Regions from separate parts of the Mus musculus genome. Here regions 1, 2 and 3 are each linked to region 4. The links are chromatin contacts, called in public HiChIP or PLAC-seq maps. All regions are on one chromosome and are shown on one strand. Each heading gives the region's core, a stretch centred on a gene start, on an enhancer-like site or on the middle of the called end of the contact. The rest is flanking DNA. Distances are from core to core; before and after follow the strand shown. Region 1 overlaps Mir99ahg (Mir99a and Mirlet7c-1 host gene (non-protein coding)). Region 2 has its middle 15 kb from the start of Mir125b-2. Region 3 has its middle 40 kb from the start of Mir125b-2. Region 4 has its middle 66 kb from the start of Gm31258.

Region 1 (3,490 bases), core at 579-3,078, 300 kb after region 4:
CACTTGGTGTGATAAATTATATAAAAAAAATGCACTCAGTGTTGCCTCGACTCTGTGCTACCTAGGCTGAGGGCATAAACAGTAAGAGTTTTCCATATTTCAGCAGGATGGGGTAAGGAGGATGGTAAGAATTCCATGGTTAGACCTGTAAATGAGAAATAAGACTAAATCCTGGTAGTTTTCCTTTTATGTCCTTAGCATTCAGGTTTAGTTTGTCTATGGAAATAATTTACAAGTACTTGTAAAGTAAAATCTAAAAGGTAGCCGATTAAAAGATAACCACTTATTATATAACCTCAGAAATGTCCTTGTAGCAATGTGCATATGCACATGGATGAGTTTATAATCATTGCATAACTCTGATAAAGGTTAAATCATTTAAAATTTTAAAATAGAAAAACATTATGTTAAAATTGAGAATATTGTTTTCCTATTATTTTTTCAATGAGAAAAGTAAAGTTTCACATTGTTTTATGTTTAGCACCAATTCTGGGAAGGAAACTAGGTTTTCCACTTGAGAAGGCACTTTTTGTGCTGACTCACCACTAGGGGGAGAACATTGCTAGAAGAGAGTTTGACATCATTGAAAATAGAGTAAGCTTTTGTGTGTATATGTAGTGTGTGTTTGTGTGTGTTTGTGTGTGTATGTGTGTGTGTGTGTGTGTGTGTGTGTGTGTGTGTGTGTGTGTGTGTGTGTGTGTGTGCACGCGCTAGTGCTTATGCGTACCAGAGGTTTTGTATATTTTTTAAAAGTCTGGACATGCTTAGTAATATTGGAATCTAATACCAACACAGTATGTGCTGGCCTTTTAACATTCAATTTCCATCCATTTTCCTAAGCCTTTGAGAGCTAAGGATTGACAGCTTTCCTTAAATCTCAGAGGGAAGGACTTGGAAGAAGGCCATTGGATAGGATGGTCAAAAGAGCAGCTGCACTTTGGTCTGTACCAATGCTGTAACTCTATGTGGAAACATATAAAGCTTGGTTTTGATACTGGAGTGAAACTACCTAGACATTGAATTTGAGGTTTCCTTTTATGTTTCTTTGATAAAACTTCAGCTGGAGACAAGCCCTAATCTCATAATAAAATGAGCTTTTCTTGGAGGCCCCGTAGCACTATTGGGGTTAACAATATTGAACTGAGTTTGGTCTTCAGAACTTTCTGAATGAAGATAATTTCAAAATAGTGATGTTTCAATTTGACTTTCAATTTTGCAAACATATCCCCCAACCCAGATTTCTTATCTTTAACTATAGGCCTTTAAAAACTAAGAAAATATGCTTTAATTATTGGGTATAGAAATCTCCAAGTTTACAGATTTAATCTGTTTGTAAACCGTAATCTTATTAAAATTTGGTCACTTTTTAAAAAATCTGTGACTTACTCTGTACTTTATATAAAATGCATCTTTCTCAACAAAAGAATGTCTCCTGTGGAAAAGGCATATCTTGTGCCCCCCCCCCCCCCACACACACACACACACACACACACCGTGATAGTTTTTGTTTGGCTGTTTCTTTCCCTATTTTATTTCTCCTATTTACAGTCCTTCTTCATATTGTCTGAATATTCAGGTCTCCTAACCTCCCCTGTAGCTTTATTGCCTCTTTCCTGCCCCTCCCATTCTATCCCCACTCTCAAATGCATGCCCCTTCATATATTTTTCTTAACATCCTCCTGCATTTCACTTTACTTAATTTTTCCCAATAATATTAACAATTCTTTATATCTTCCTGCCTTCACCCCTCCCTCCCATTATATTGTCGCATCTACTCTCTCCCGAAGCAAAGCTGCGATTCACTCAGGGGAGGTTACTTTCTCATGCGCACAGCTCATTGCTATGATGATTTCAATGATGCCAGCATATTTTAACCACATCGTTATCAGGGAGCCTCACTTCTCAGTGAATGCATATCAAGTGACTTCTTTTGTGATTGGGTTACCTCACTCAGGATGATATCCTCCAGATACATCCATTTGCCCAAGAATTTCATAAATTCATTGTTTCCATTAATCAATTGTGGAACTCGAGATTCAGGCAAGGAGAGCATTTATTAGAACGTATCCTGCTTGTTCCCACACACACCTCATTTCCGTTGCTTTCTAATGAGGAATTGTACAAGGCTCAACCCTCCCTCCAACCCCCAGCCCTTACCTCTCCTTTCTCTATCCCACCGTGCCCCTCTCCCACATCCATTCTCCCGTACAGTAGCTATATCAGAACATGCAGCAGGACGGCATTGTGCAAACTGGTGGCCACACAAGTACTTTGTATTCACGAGAGGTTTCGAAGTTCAGCAGCTGCATATAAATATGCATAGTTGAGAGATTCATGATGCTGCCTCCTCACTCTAGTGCTGGTTGGCTGCAGCGCGCAGGCACTACAAATCAATGAACACTTTCCCCATCGATCACCGGCTCACTTGCAAGCAGACAAAACACAATGCCAGAAACCCACAGAGAGCTCCTTAGTGAGCGAAACCTCACCATCAGAAGATTCAAAATAGCCGTCCCCCCCTCCCACCCTGAACCTCCACACTCTCGACCTCAAATGTCTTCTTCTTATCCAGTGAAGATCATAAGCCGTTAGAAATAAGTATCACCCGAAAAGAAAGAGTGGGGAGGGAGGGAAGAGCAATGATAAATGAGGGTTTTGAGGGTCCTCACATTGTGCTTGTCACAAAACAAAAGATCCGTTGAGCATTAACACATTAGGAAATAAAAAATAAAATAAAGTAAAATAAAAACGTGAATCTGCTTATGTTGATTGTATTGCTTTACAGTTACAGGATTGAGTGTAGCAGCATCTACATACGCATAGCTGTAGCCCATGTGGAAGACATTTGCAAATCATCCAGTTATTAGATGGCTTTGTGTATGGCAGGGTTATGACTGCTGAGTCAAAACGCAGACCTATAGACACACAGACATATATACAGACAGACAGACAATGTGCTTCATAGTGAATATCACATATCCTCATGTTGATTGCACAATTTTTGCAGAGGGTTCAGATATATTTTATGTTGCAATTATAAACATCTTAGAAGTTTAATCTTATCTACTACATATTCATATACAGCATAGTAATTAGTCAAATATATATTTCTTGGTGAAAAGATATAAATTTATGTTGTTTAGAGAACAAGCCCCCTTTTCAGTTTTAAATGGATTAACCATGACAAAAAAAATAGCTTATTGTATTGAAACAGCGCTGAGCTGTTACTCTGTATTTTTAACATTGTCAACTTGGCAGTAAAAATTTCAATGAGGATAGTAATCCTTTTGATGCTTTTTTACCATGTGTTCATTCATTCACTCAGCGCTGCCCTATTTTGCAATACTGTTACAGCACTATGGAATGGAGAACACAGCACAATGGTGTGGTGGTAGGCTGGAATACAAAATCCAGCGCAAGGGTATCTGTGTTTGAAGCATATGATTATGTATATAAACACATAAACGAGTATGTGGCTTTCAAACTTAAG
Region 2 (3,614 bases), core at 1,047-3,546, 430 kb after region 4:
CCTCATTCATGGATTTTAGGGTTGTATTTTTAAAACACACAGATACACATGCACACACACACACATGCTCACATATACACACATAAACACACACACTCATAGATATATAGGAAATACTATGATGCTAAAGACAGTGTTATGGAGCAGTTTAAATAACCTTGCTCTGGGGAAAAAGCTCTTCAAAACCATTACCTGACAGTTTTGTGAGAAAAACAGTGTGGTTTCTTTATTAGTACTTCTATTATATTTCTTGGGAATTCAAGTAGAACAGAGAAAGTGGTGATATTTGCTTTTTTGTTTGTGTGTGTGTGTGTGTGTGTGTGTGTGTGTGTGTGTGTCCTTCCCAAAGCTTAAATTTGTAAGCTAGTCCTGTGAGCGCTAAAGCTAAAATAGGAGAGTATTTGCTTCGATAACACTTGCAGATGCATTTTTTGATGAAATTGCCTTATTTCCTACCCTAATTAATTCATGTACATGTGAAGATTAAGAGAAAAAACTGATGTTAGAAGTAGTAAGATCCATGTAGTGTATCTGACTCCATTGTCTTAGCTGGCATCATTGCAAGCCTTTTAGTAACCAGACCTCAGAATCATCCGTCTTAGGAGGCGATATTCTCTCTGGCTTCCATTTACTCAAGAAGGGCTTAGGTTAAGGTCAGAAACAGAGGACAGGGCACTACTGCCTGGTGATTAATCAGAAGATTCATTTTGTGCTGGGATGTGTTCTTTTCTCACCTGTGCTGCTGCCTACTGTCTCCCCTCACATCCTTTTTATAGTCCTCAGCCTCCTCTAACTCACCAGTTGTTTAAAGAATTCGAAGTTGTAGGTTTCTATAAACCCATAATTATATATTCAATAAACCATAAGATGGGGTAAGTAAATTGTGTTTTAAAGATGTTACCTCTTAAAGAAAATACACAGATATCATATGTGAATCTATTTTATTAGATGTTTCAGGATATATTCTTAGTCATTTCTGTGCTGGAAAAAAAATCCTATTTTCCATCTTCTGTCTCATTCGCATTATCACAAAATTATTCATGAATATGAAAATGATATTATTCATATCCATATTTCTTCCTTTATTTCAAGCACTCTGTGTTTATGAGTTGTACATAAATATACTGCTATATATGTATATTTATACATAGCTATCTAAACAATTCAATCTTGGCACTACAACTGGATAGCAGGCTTAAGTGACTATATTTTGTGTCATTTGTGTCTTATTATATCGTTAATGACATTATAATTGTCAAATGGGCTGAAATCCAATAATTACAACTGCCATGTGATAGCATGGTTTGTCTCATGAGGAATGGTTTTAAAAATAAAGGGGTCACATCTGAATCACACTAGTCCAAATGGTAGGTACAGTTAGCATTTCTACTGAGTTGCTAGTTACACGGGATGTATGCTAAGTGTCTTTTTTAAAAAAAAATTTTATTAGATATTTTCTTTATATACATTTCAAATGCTGTCCCAAAAGGTCCCTATGCCCACCCCCTGCCCGCCCCGCTTCTTGGCCCTGGCATTCCCCTGTACTGGGGCATATAAAGTTTGCAAGACCAAGGGGCCTTGCTTCCCAGTGATGGCCGACTAGGTCAGTACTATGTGCACAAAGCAGTATTCATTCAGGACTTCATAAATCCAATGTCCTTCTAGAAACAAATACAAAGATGATCTCACAAGAAAAACAAAATTACTAATATGCCAGGTCTTCCTCCCTCTAGTTGCTGTATTCTTCTTAACTCAATATCCCAGGGACTCATTTCACTTGAAGTTATAAACAGAGTTTACAAACAAACAAACAAACAAACAAACAAATTGTCTCCTATTCTCTAGTTTAACTTTCACACACTTTGCAAAAACAAATTGTTGCTTCAGTTCCAGAAACTTTTTCTCTCAAAACATCCCTTAGGGGAAGCAGAGGCAAATCAACTGAGTTTGGTGAACTGGGAACTTTGTTTATGAAAATGCTGCTGTGTTCTGTTCCATCCGTACTTCTGGGTGACATGGAAGAGGGGAAAATGGAACCCTGTATGTTCTTCTTTAAAATTAATTCCAATTATCTGTGAGGGAGGAGATCATTTTTAAGCCCACAGGATGTTGTAATTGTATTTTTCTTTTCAATGCTTGTTGCAGATATTAAGGTGAGAAGACAATGGGAGGTGTGTACAGAATAGCCTGTGTTTCCAGACACACTGCCTTGTCTGAGATCAAATGGCTACAGCACAGTTAGGGTTACAGTCTCCTTCCCTTCCTCCTTATTCTCAACAGCACTGGAGCTTTTTCCAAAGTTGCCATGGCAACACTATATCTGGCTGCTGGCTCTGTCGTAAGTTATTGAACTGAGACTGGCTTTTGGTTTAGCAGATAATTAGGTTCTGTCTCACAGGTTCATTTTCCTGTGACTGGGACGTGGATATGACCTACAGCTGGCCTCAATTTCAGTGTCACAGACGAAACTTTAACCCTTCAGAGCTCCTCTGGCAGTCCTGAGCCTGGCTTATGAGGTAGAGGACACCCAGTGCCACTCGCCCACACCTTAGGGAGATTACTGTGTCCTCATATATAATTCTGTATTCATTATAGCACTAAGGAGCATAGGGTCAGATACATATTGGACATTTTCAAAATGATAAAAGGCCAAGAATATGATGAATATTCATATGTTATGTATATAAAACACAAGATTTTTCATAGTCTTTTTATTGTCATTGTTTTTTGAACAGTTTTAAAGTCACATGAAGGTATTTTCTTTTCAGCTTGATACCCATGGCAGTACAAATGTTCCAACCTCAGGAATATTAGCATGGCATTGTTATTGGCAGCTTTAACAATGCTTTGCTTATCCCATCACCTTTGCATGCTATGGATTTTAGCTGGGGCTGTAAGGATGCATTGAAGCCGATGATGGACCCATTTGACAACAATATTACTTTACTGAAATGCAAAAATGTTATTCAGGTTTTAAACATCTTAATGTAGAAAGCTACCAACATTTGCAGAGTATGTCTGATTTCCGTTAGTGATTTTCTTTCTGTTTGGAACAAAGAAAGAAGGACAGCATTGAAACTAGATATTAAATTCACAGTACAAACTCTGGCCATGAGAGCGGTGGAGATCATAAGAGGAGGTATGTCTTTACATGTATAACAAGAGCCAGGGACTCCGGGGAAACTTAGTGTTAGGGGACACTAGCTGGAGTTTTAGCATAAAACCTAAAGAAAGTAGGAAAAGGGAGTTGAGGTCATCCTAGCCAAAACATGAATGAAAGAAATTTTGTATCTTCCATGGCTGCAGGGTTACTCACTTCTGTTAACAGTGATACATTGAAGTTGTGAAAGAGAAGATCTGAACCTTTGGCCATGGTCTCTGTGTAAGCTCCATGTAAGACTGCATTCTATTCTAATCAATGTCTTCCATCCTTAAGAGTCCAGATGAGAATAGAGGCACCAACCATGGGTGTCCTGAATCAGAAGCCAGGGGACTCTACACATGCTCCCTAGGCAGAGAATTCAGAGGACAAGGCTGAGATTAGAGTAGCTAAAGGCTACATTAATTTACAAGGAGACCCATAGATGACAAACTATTTCATCCCATAATCTCAA
Region 3 (3,135 bases), core at 241-2,740, 450 kb after region 4:
CATGTGACTATAGCTCCGAATGGCAAGAATAAACCAACTAATACATGTCTCGGTGTTAAAGCACTTGTTTCACATGTAGGCTCTATGAGTTCGGTCTCCAGCACCATCAAAGTACAAGGCAGAGATGAAGAAAGGCACAGAAGCAAAGGTGTAAGAATTTCAAACAGTGGGATAGCCAGAATCTAGTAAGCAAATCAGAAAGAGATGGGCGAGTTAAAGACAGCAAAATAGGGACCAAAAATATGTATGGAAAGTTCTACAAGGCAATTTGATATTATTCAAAATGGAAAAAAGTTATAGCCAGAGGGAGGATGCTATGATTTGCCACAGTTGGGCAGGGCACCCCTTGGGTTATGTTTTAATTTGACTGATGTTGCTGAAGCCAGAGGGCTGTGGGATGAAAAGGAGTATTTCCCCATGGGAGCCATGGTTCTTAGTAGATAAAGCCAGGCACAGTTTGTTTTTCTTCCCCAGTCTGTTGAAACACCTCTGTTAGAAATGCCCTCAGCAGTTTATCTCCATGTTCTGTCAATCACAATAATAGTCGATCCAGCTCCATTCTAACTTTCTTCTATAAATTTACAATATTTTAGATGTCTATGGTCTTCGTTACAATTTTAAGGATATCTAGCAGAATTGGCTTAATTGGGACATGATCCAATATTACTAAACTGACTTTGTTATGCTGATGTAAGCATTGATCACCTGGAGGTTAATACTTTCTTGAAAGCTGCCTATTGGTTGGAAGCACAACTTTCTAGTTAGATTTTACTGAGCTTTCTGCTTTCAAATTTCTGGTCTTCTAACTTTTCTTACTTGCCATGCTTAATTTCAGCTTTCTTACCCTCCAAATAATTACACCCCGAGGATGTTTGCTAGATAGCCAGCAAGGAGCATTGCTAGGCTATAGAAAGAATGTCAGACAAGCTTGGGGAGAATGGCACAATGTAGACTGAATGCCAACAGAAAGGAGAAATGTTGAGAAAGAAAAAAAAAAAGAAAGCAAAAGAAAACTATGGGTAGATAGCAATCATATCACAAACCAAAGGAATGACCCAAATGGTTGTGAATCGCAGCAGGAGAATTAATGAGACAGAAAATTTCCCAAGGAAAAGAGCCAAGTATAGAAAAAGGAAGAAATAAACATCATAAAAGGAAAAAAAAAGAAAACCCAACACAGAGGAAAGGAAATAAAACGACAGCCCAAGGGGAAGGCAAAAGAGGAAAACAAAGAAAAGACAAATGAAAAAGCAATGCCTTGCATCAAAGCAAATGTGTGCAGTTGTCTTTTTTCTTATCGGGTAGTGGCTTTGCATTTCTCGAACAGCGAAGCCAAACTGAAGGGATAATTTTGTTTATGTACCCAATTTGCATAATTGTGCAATATAAATTACAATGCTAATTAAGGACAGCCCTTGGGCTTCTGGAACTGGGTCAAAGTGGCTCCCTGTGTGTAAGGAGGTTGGGGCATTGGCTTTGTCCCCACTCCTACTGCAGGGGAGCCAAGCAAGAGAAAAGAACCTTTCTGACAGTGTGTGAAATCTTGTCAGAAGTTGTTGTAGACCCAGAACTGTATGTCTCACTCTCAAACTTGGCTTTGCAAGTAATCTTCCCGTGATTCTGGAATGGCGTCCCTAAAAGCGAAAATCCCTCCTAAACCTTCTCGCTTGTCTTTCTACAGCATTTCCCATTTAGTTAGATACTTTTCATTCAGAGAACTAGATTATGAAATTGTGAACAAGCGAGCATGAACCTGGCATACAGTATTTTCTCACAGGACTCCTGCCAAATTGTCTGAAACCAGTATATCATGTGCCCAGCTTTGGCCTTTGTGAGGCAGAGAGACATTAGGCTCACTTCTGAGTTTCAGTTAAATCCCTGTTCTTAAAGCTCACCAAACGTTATAAATTCAGTTTCAGAGTGTATTCCCTGTACTATTCCTATGACAGGAGTATACATTAGAAGGTCTGGAGAAGAACTAGCTTGGGTCTTTCAAGGTAAGAGTGTCTCTGACTTCATGTAGTGAAGACTGGTGTAACTACAGGAAAACAGTCTTGGGAAAGAACTCTCCCAGAAACACATTCTGAAGGTTTGTATACTCGATGATTGTTGATCTCAAGCAAAGGCTATATGCAAAATAGAAAGAAGCAGGTGTCAATCACTGGGAAGGATAAGAATGTGTTGTGGAGGAGGCCTGATATCCCATCTAAGTCTCCCCCTTTTTTATGTTTTAAAATGTGGACCCATTCTTATGGGTTTGATTTCTACCTAAATTTTCAATTAAAAGCCTAAGTAATCTAATCGTTAAGCACTCTTGTATATACCTGTCTTCAACTTTAGCATGCCAGACATTTCTTTTGGTGGAGATTACTATATGGATAATTAGATATGTACAATGTCCTTTCTATATTTGTGTTATTTTATATTCGTACTAGTGCCCTAGTAAGTATTTTGTAACCATTCCCATGTCCACCTATATAAAGAAAGCAATGTCTATTACAATTAAGAACAGTGTTATTGGTGTTAGCCAGTGGATTCTTTGAGAGGTGATGAGGTCACAGACAAGAGTAGCAACCTCATGAATGGGATTAGTGTTCATATGAAAGAGACCCAATAGTACCTGATTCTCCCTTCTTCCTGTGTAGTTAAAATAAGATGACTATAAGTAAGGGAGTGGTGGCTATCAAACATTGTATTACAGAGACCTTGATCTTGGGCCACTCAGCTAACCAAATAATAAGCTGTTATTTTCAGCTCAGCTTGTCTTTGGTAGTTATTGATAACATCCTTAACAGTCTATATTGTAGGACAAGCTATGAAATTGGAATTCTGCATGAACTTTAGGTGACCTGCTCAGAGGATTGGTACAACCTAGCCTTCTAGTTGCTCAAGACTATGCAGCTGGCATCTCATGACACACCAGTAGGTCCAAGGTCTTGTGCTGTTACTCATTCTGCCCCAGTGTTCAAGACAACACAAAAACGAGACTCCTGATCTAGTCATATATATCTACTAGTTACACACACTGACGTAAGCATGGCTACAGAATACTTGTAGAGAAGAACTGGATTACTAAGTGTGTCAGAGCAACTGCAGGAAAAGAAAAAGAAAGCTTACCAGCAATCATGTCAACTC
Region 4 (3,229 bases), core at 402-2,901:
AATATGTAAATATAACGTGCACAGAAATAATAGCAGTTTGCCCAGAGACCAGGCTATAGTATACTGATTTTGTATACTCACAGAATATTTAATTTTTTAAGCAGTCAAATTAGTGCTGCAAGATATACCCTAGTTCCGTGATATGGAAATGCGCAAATGGAGCTTAGGCAGATGCCCACGACAATTGAACTGCAAATAAATGAACATCTAAGCCTAACCGTGGAGAGACATGTACATTATTTAGCTTCTTACTCTGATGCTTAGTGATACAGAGGAAGTCTTTAGGTCCTTAATTACCTTTTATTTGCTGACTAGATTCTACCTCCACAGCTCACACCAATAAATAACTAGACTAATGTTTAAATCATGCACACACAACACACACACACACACACACACACACACACACACACACACACACACCACATACTTTTCCTTTGAAGCAGAAAATGATGTCTATATTCACCCAAGTGTTGTGGAGGAAGCATTAAGCTTTGGGAAGGAAATAATCGGTGGATTTTTATTCCTGAAGTAAGCAAGCATGTTCGTGCATATTCTTTCTGCATACATGCCTATGCGTCACTCAGTGCAAGCGGTGCCCCTGCAGCTTTTGCGCAGTAATTAGATTGGTGTAATCACAGTGGAATGAAGACAGCCACACTGATAATTTCACAGTGAATATTAAAGACATATGTGCCTTCCAGTGTACAATAAATGAACCTGAACTGCTGTCAGGGTCTAGGAGGACAGTGTGGCCAATGCACCTATTGTGTCCCTGCTGCAGAAAGGAGCCTGCCGATTGGCTACTGTCTGCAGCACATAGCACTGGCTTGTTATAAAGGACTTGTCTAGGGGAGAGCCTGTAGGTACTCCATTGTCTGGTAAAGTTCATATGACTGCATTATTTTGCAAGGGGGGTGGTGGAGGTGGTGGTGGAGGGAGAGCTTAGAGGGGGTATCAGCTCAACTGTAAAAGCTATACAGATTCTCTCTCTCTCTCTCTCTCTCTCTCTCTCTCTCTCTCTCTCTCTCTCTCTCTCTGTCCTTCCTCTCTCTCTCTCTCCCCCTCTCCCTCTCTCCCTCTCCATAGATCATCTCTGCTTCATGCCCTGTCTCATTTCGCATAGCTAAAAAAAAAAGAATGCTAATTAAGATCCCATGTCTTAACCTGAAAATAATGACTCGGCTGTAATTAGAAATCTGCTGAGAGTTTAAAATTCTAGTAGGGGACCAAAAGCATCAGTTATGGTGATTAGGAAGAAAATGAAGAAGTATGTTTCTGTAATCAAGGTAAACATGGGAAAAGGGGGATTCCCTCATCTTTTTTTTTTATCCAATTTTAACCAATAGTATTCTGCTGCAGATGAGAAGATACTGTGTTTCAAAAACGATTTTAACCATCAAATTGAAAGAACACAAATCAGTAGCAATAGAAGCCTTAATCCTCCTTAGGATGCAATTCAGATGAAAGACCTGCTTTTATTTTTCTTTTTTGTATGTGTGTGTTATAGACGGATCTGAGAACGCTGTCTGGGCTTCGTGCCAAGGGCTGGTATTCACACAGCAACGACGGCCTCACAGAAGAGCTGTGGGAAGCAGGAGGGCGAGCCTCTCTTAGGGTGCCACTACTATGGAGACACAGCTGGGCTGAACAAGATTTGCTTCAAACGACAACAAGAGAGACAGAAAGTATCTGATTCAACCGCTGCCCAAGCAGGCAGGCACCAGAAGAGCTAGCAGCCAATCCGGCCATGCTCGAAGCCAGTCCTGCAGCTCAGCCAATCAGTGACATCATTGGTGAGAAACTCATTTACATCATGCAGTAATGAACTTTGTTTAACATAGCCTTCCCCCTTTTCCTATTACCCTCCCCTCCCCCAGATTAGTCCTTCCATTAATTATTCTGGTGGCATAATTTAAATCGCTATGTGAAAATGTGGCTACATTCTTCCTGGTAGCTCTTACCCAGTCTCCAACTGATGTCTGCAGTAACAGAAGTGGTTCTAAGTACAATGCTATTTTGCTTGGTTGGGTCTTGCATATATTATCTTCTCCTTCTTAAAAAGAAAAAAAAAAACTCTCAGAAAAAAAATCCCAAACTTTTGTTTATTAGATGCCCCCTCTCAATGAAATACGTGTTTTCTCCAAGTTGCTGTACAATGTAATAGGGAATGGGGGGGGGGTATGCTGCCATGGACGTTGTGATTTTTTTTCCAAGCAATCTGCATCTTGGAGGTCCCTTTCACGTTTTTAGATTTTATGTTGTAGTGGCCATTTTACATACAGTGCTTTCTCCAAGAAAAAGCTCTATGTACATCTGTCAAATGGAGGAAAGTTCTCTCTTGTTTTATTCTGTCCTTCACTGCTCTCAGCCAACATGTCATCTTATTAATGAATAGAACTGAGGTCATTTCTGAACAAATCTCTCCCTTCCCATCGCAGCACAATGCACCTGATTTGCATCCATTTACTAGAAATACTGAATACAAGAACCAGCTTGAAAAGAAGTGCAGGGAACAGCTTACATATTATTTCAGAATATGACAGGGACATTTGTTTCTCAGGAGGCATAATATGTAACAGCTGCTTTAATGTTTCTCTGAAAATGCCTGCTCTCCATTTATAGTTCAATACCTCCAGTGAATTTATGGGATCATTATATAACCAGAGTTGAGCAAATGAAATCATAGTCACGAAGGAATTCATTTATCTACGGAAAGACATTTGGAAGTACAATGTTGTCTCGCACATTTGTGTTTTGTTGGTCAGGATAACACACTTTGTTCGATAGATGGCTTAAAAAGTCTGAAACATGTGGTCTGAGAAGATTTCTATTTGCTTTACAGATGCCCAAAGACTGAAACTGGGACAGACTTTAGTGTGATTTCTCTTAATTCATATATTCCATGCGTTGTTGCCATGAAAAGCATGTGGTTGTCTAGAACTGATAGCCAAAGTCCATTGTCTATTTTCTATTAAAGGAATGCTTTGGATATAATTATTCAAAGACATGGAATTTTAAAATACACCAACAAAGGTGTCATAACTGTGCACGGTTTTTTAAAAGAAGCTTAGCGAGCACAATGATAGGCATAGCCACACGAAGGGTTTAGACAAGAAGCCCATGGCCCTTTTAATTCATGAGGCATTCCGTCATCCCGTCATCTGTATTCAGGGGGCGACTGTCCTGAATCAGTCATGAGCTCCCCTGCTGCAGATCCTGTAATTTG

Evidence for each region. HiChIP or PLAC-seq counts read pairs in DNA pulled down with a chosen protein or histone mark.
Region 1: a contact with region 4 is called in an H3K4me3 HiChIP or PLAC-seq map of embryonic forebrain, with 2.8 times the contacts expected there. The contact joins two enhancer-like sites. A contact is called at or near these places in 3 of 484 Hi-C or Micro-C datasets (cerebellum, cortical neurons and uterus) and 5 of 115 datasets of contacts at active chromatin or transcription factors (embryonic basal ganglia, embryonic forebrain, embryonic hindbrain and 2 more).
Region 2: a contact with region 4 is called in an H3K4me3 HiChIP or PLAC-seq map of forebrain, with 5 times the contacts expected there. The contact joins two enhancer-like sites. A contact is called at or near these places in 1 of 484 Hi-C or Micro-C datasets (forebrain) and 5 of 115 datasets of contacts at active chromatin or transcription factors (astrocytes, embryonic forebrain, embryonic hindbrain and 2 more).
Region 3: an H3K4me3 HiChIP or PLAC-seq map of embryonic forebrain shows a contact between it and region 4, with 4 times the contacts expected there. The contact joins two enhancer-like sites. A contact is called at or near these places in 2 of 115 datasets of contacts at active chromatin or transcription factors (astrocytes and embryonic forebrain).

The regions. Positions count from the first base shown.
Region 1 is chr16:77,534,678-77,538,167 of GRCm38.p6, forward strand. The region is part of intron 4 of Mir99ahg (Mir99a and Mirlet7c-1 host gene (non-protein coding)); the gene reads left to right. Among named protein-coding and RNA genes, the nearest start is that of Mir99a, 63 kb to the right of the region's middle. Within about 2 kb of position 1,829, at least 70 of the 459 cell types and tissues checked have an H3K27ac peak or open chromatin away from gene starts, as enhancers often do. A contact at or near this core is called in cerebellum, cortical neurons, embryonic basal ganglia and 2 more, where this site is marked.
Region 2 is chr16:77,659,930-77,663,543 of GRCm38.p6, forward strand. No RefSeq gene overlaps it. Among named protein-coding and RNA genes, the nearest start is that of Mir125b-2, 15 kb to the left of the region's middle. Within about 2 kb of position 2,297, at least 77 of the 459 cell types and tissues checked have an H3K27ac peak or open chromatin away from gene starts, as enhancers often do. A contact at or near this core is called in embryonic forebrain and forebrain, where this site is marked.
Region 3 is chr16:77,684,316-77,687,450 of GRCm38.p6, forward strand. No RefSeq gene overlaps it. Among named protein-coding and RNA genes, the nearest start is that of Mir125b-2, 40 kb to the left of the region's middle. Within about 2 kb of position 1,491, at least 43 of the 459 cell types and tissues checked have an H3K27ac peak or open chromatin away from gene starts, as enhancers often do. A contact at or near this core is called in embryonic forebrain, where this site is marked.
Region 4 is chr16:77,235,455-77,238,683 of GRCm38.p6, forward strand. No RefSeq gene overlaps it. Among named protein-coding and RNA genes, the nearest start is that of Gm31258, 66 kb to the right of the region's middle. Within about 2 kb of position 1,652, at least 101 of the 459 cell types and tissues checked have an H3K27ac peak or open chromatin away from gene starts, as enhancers often do. A contact at or near this core is called in cerebellum, cortical neurons, embryonic basal ganglia and 2 more, where this site is marked.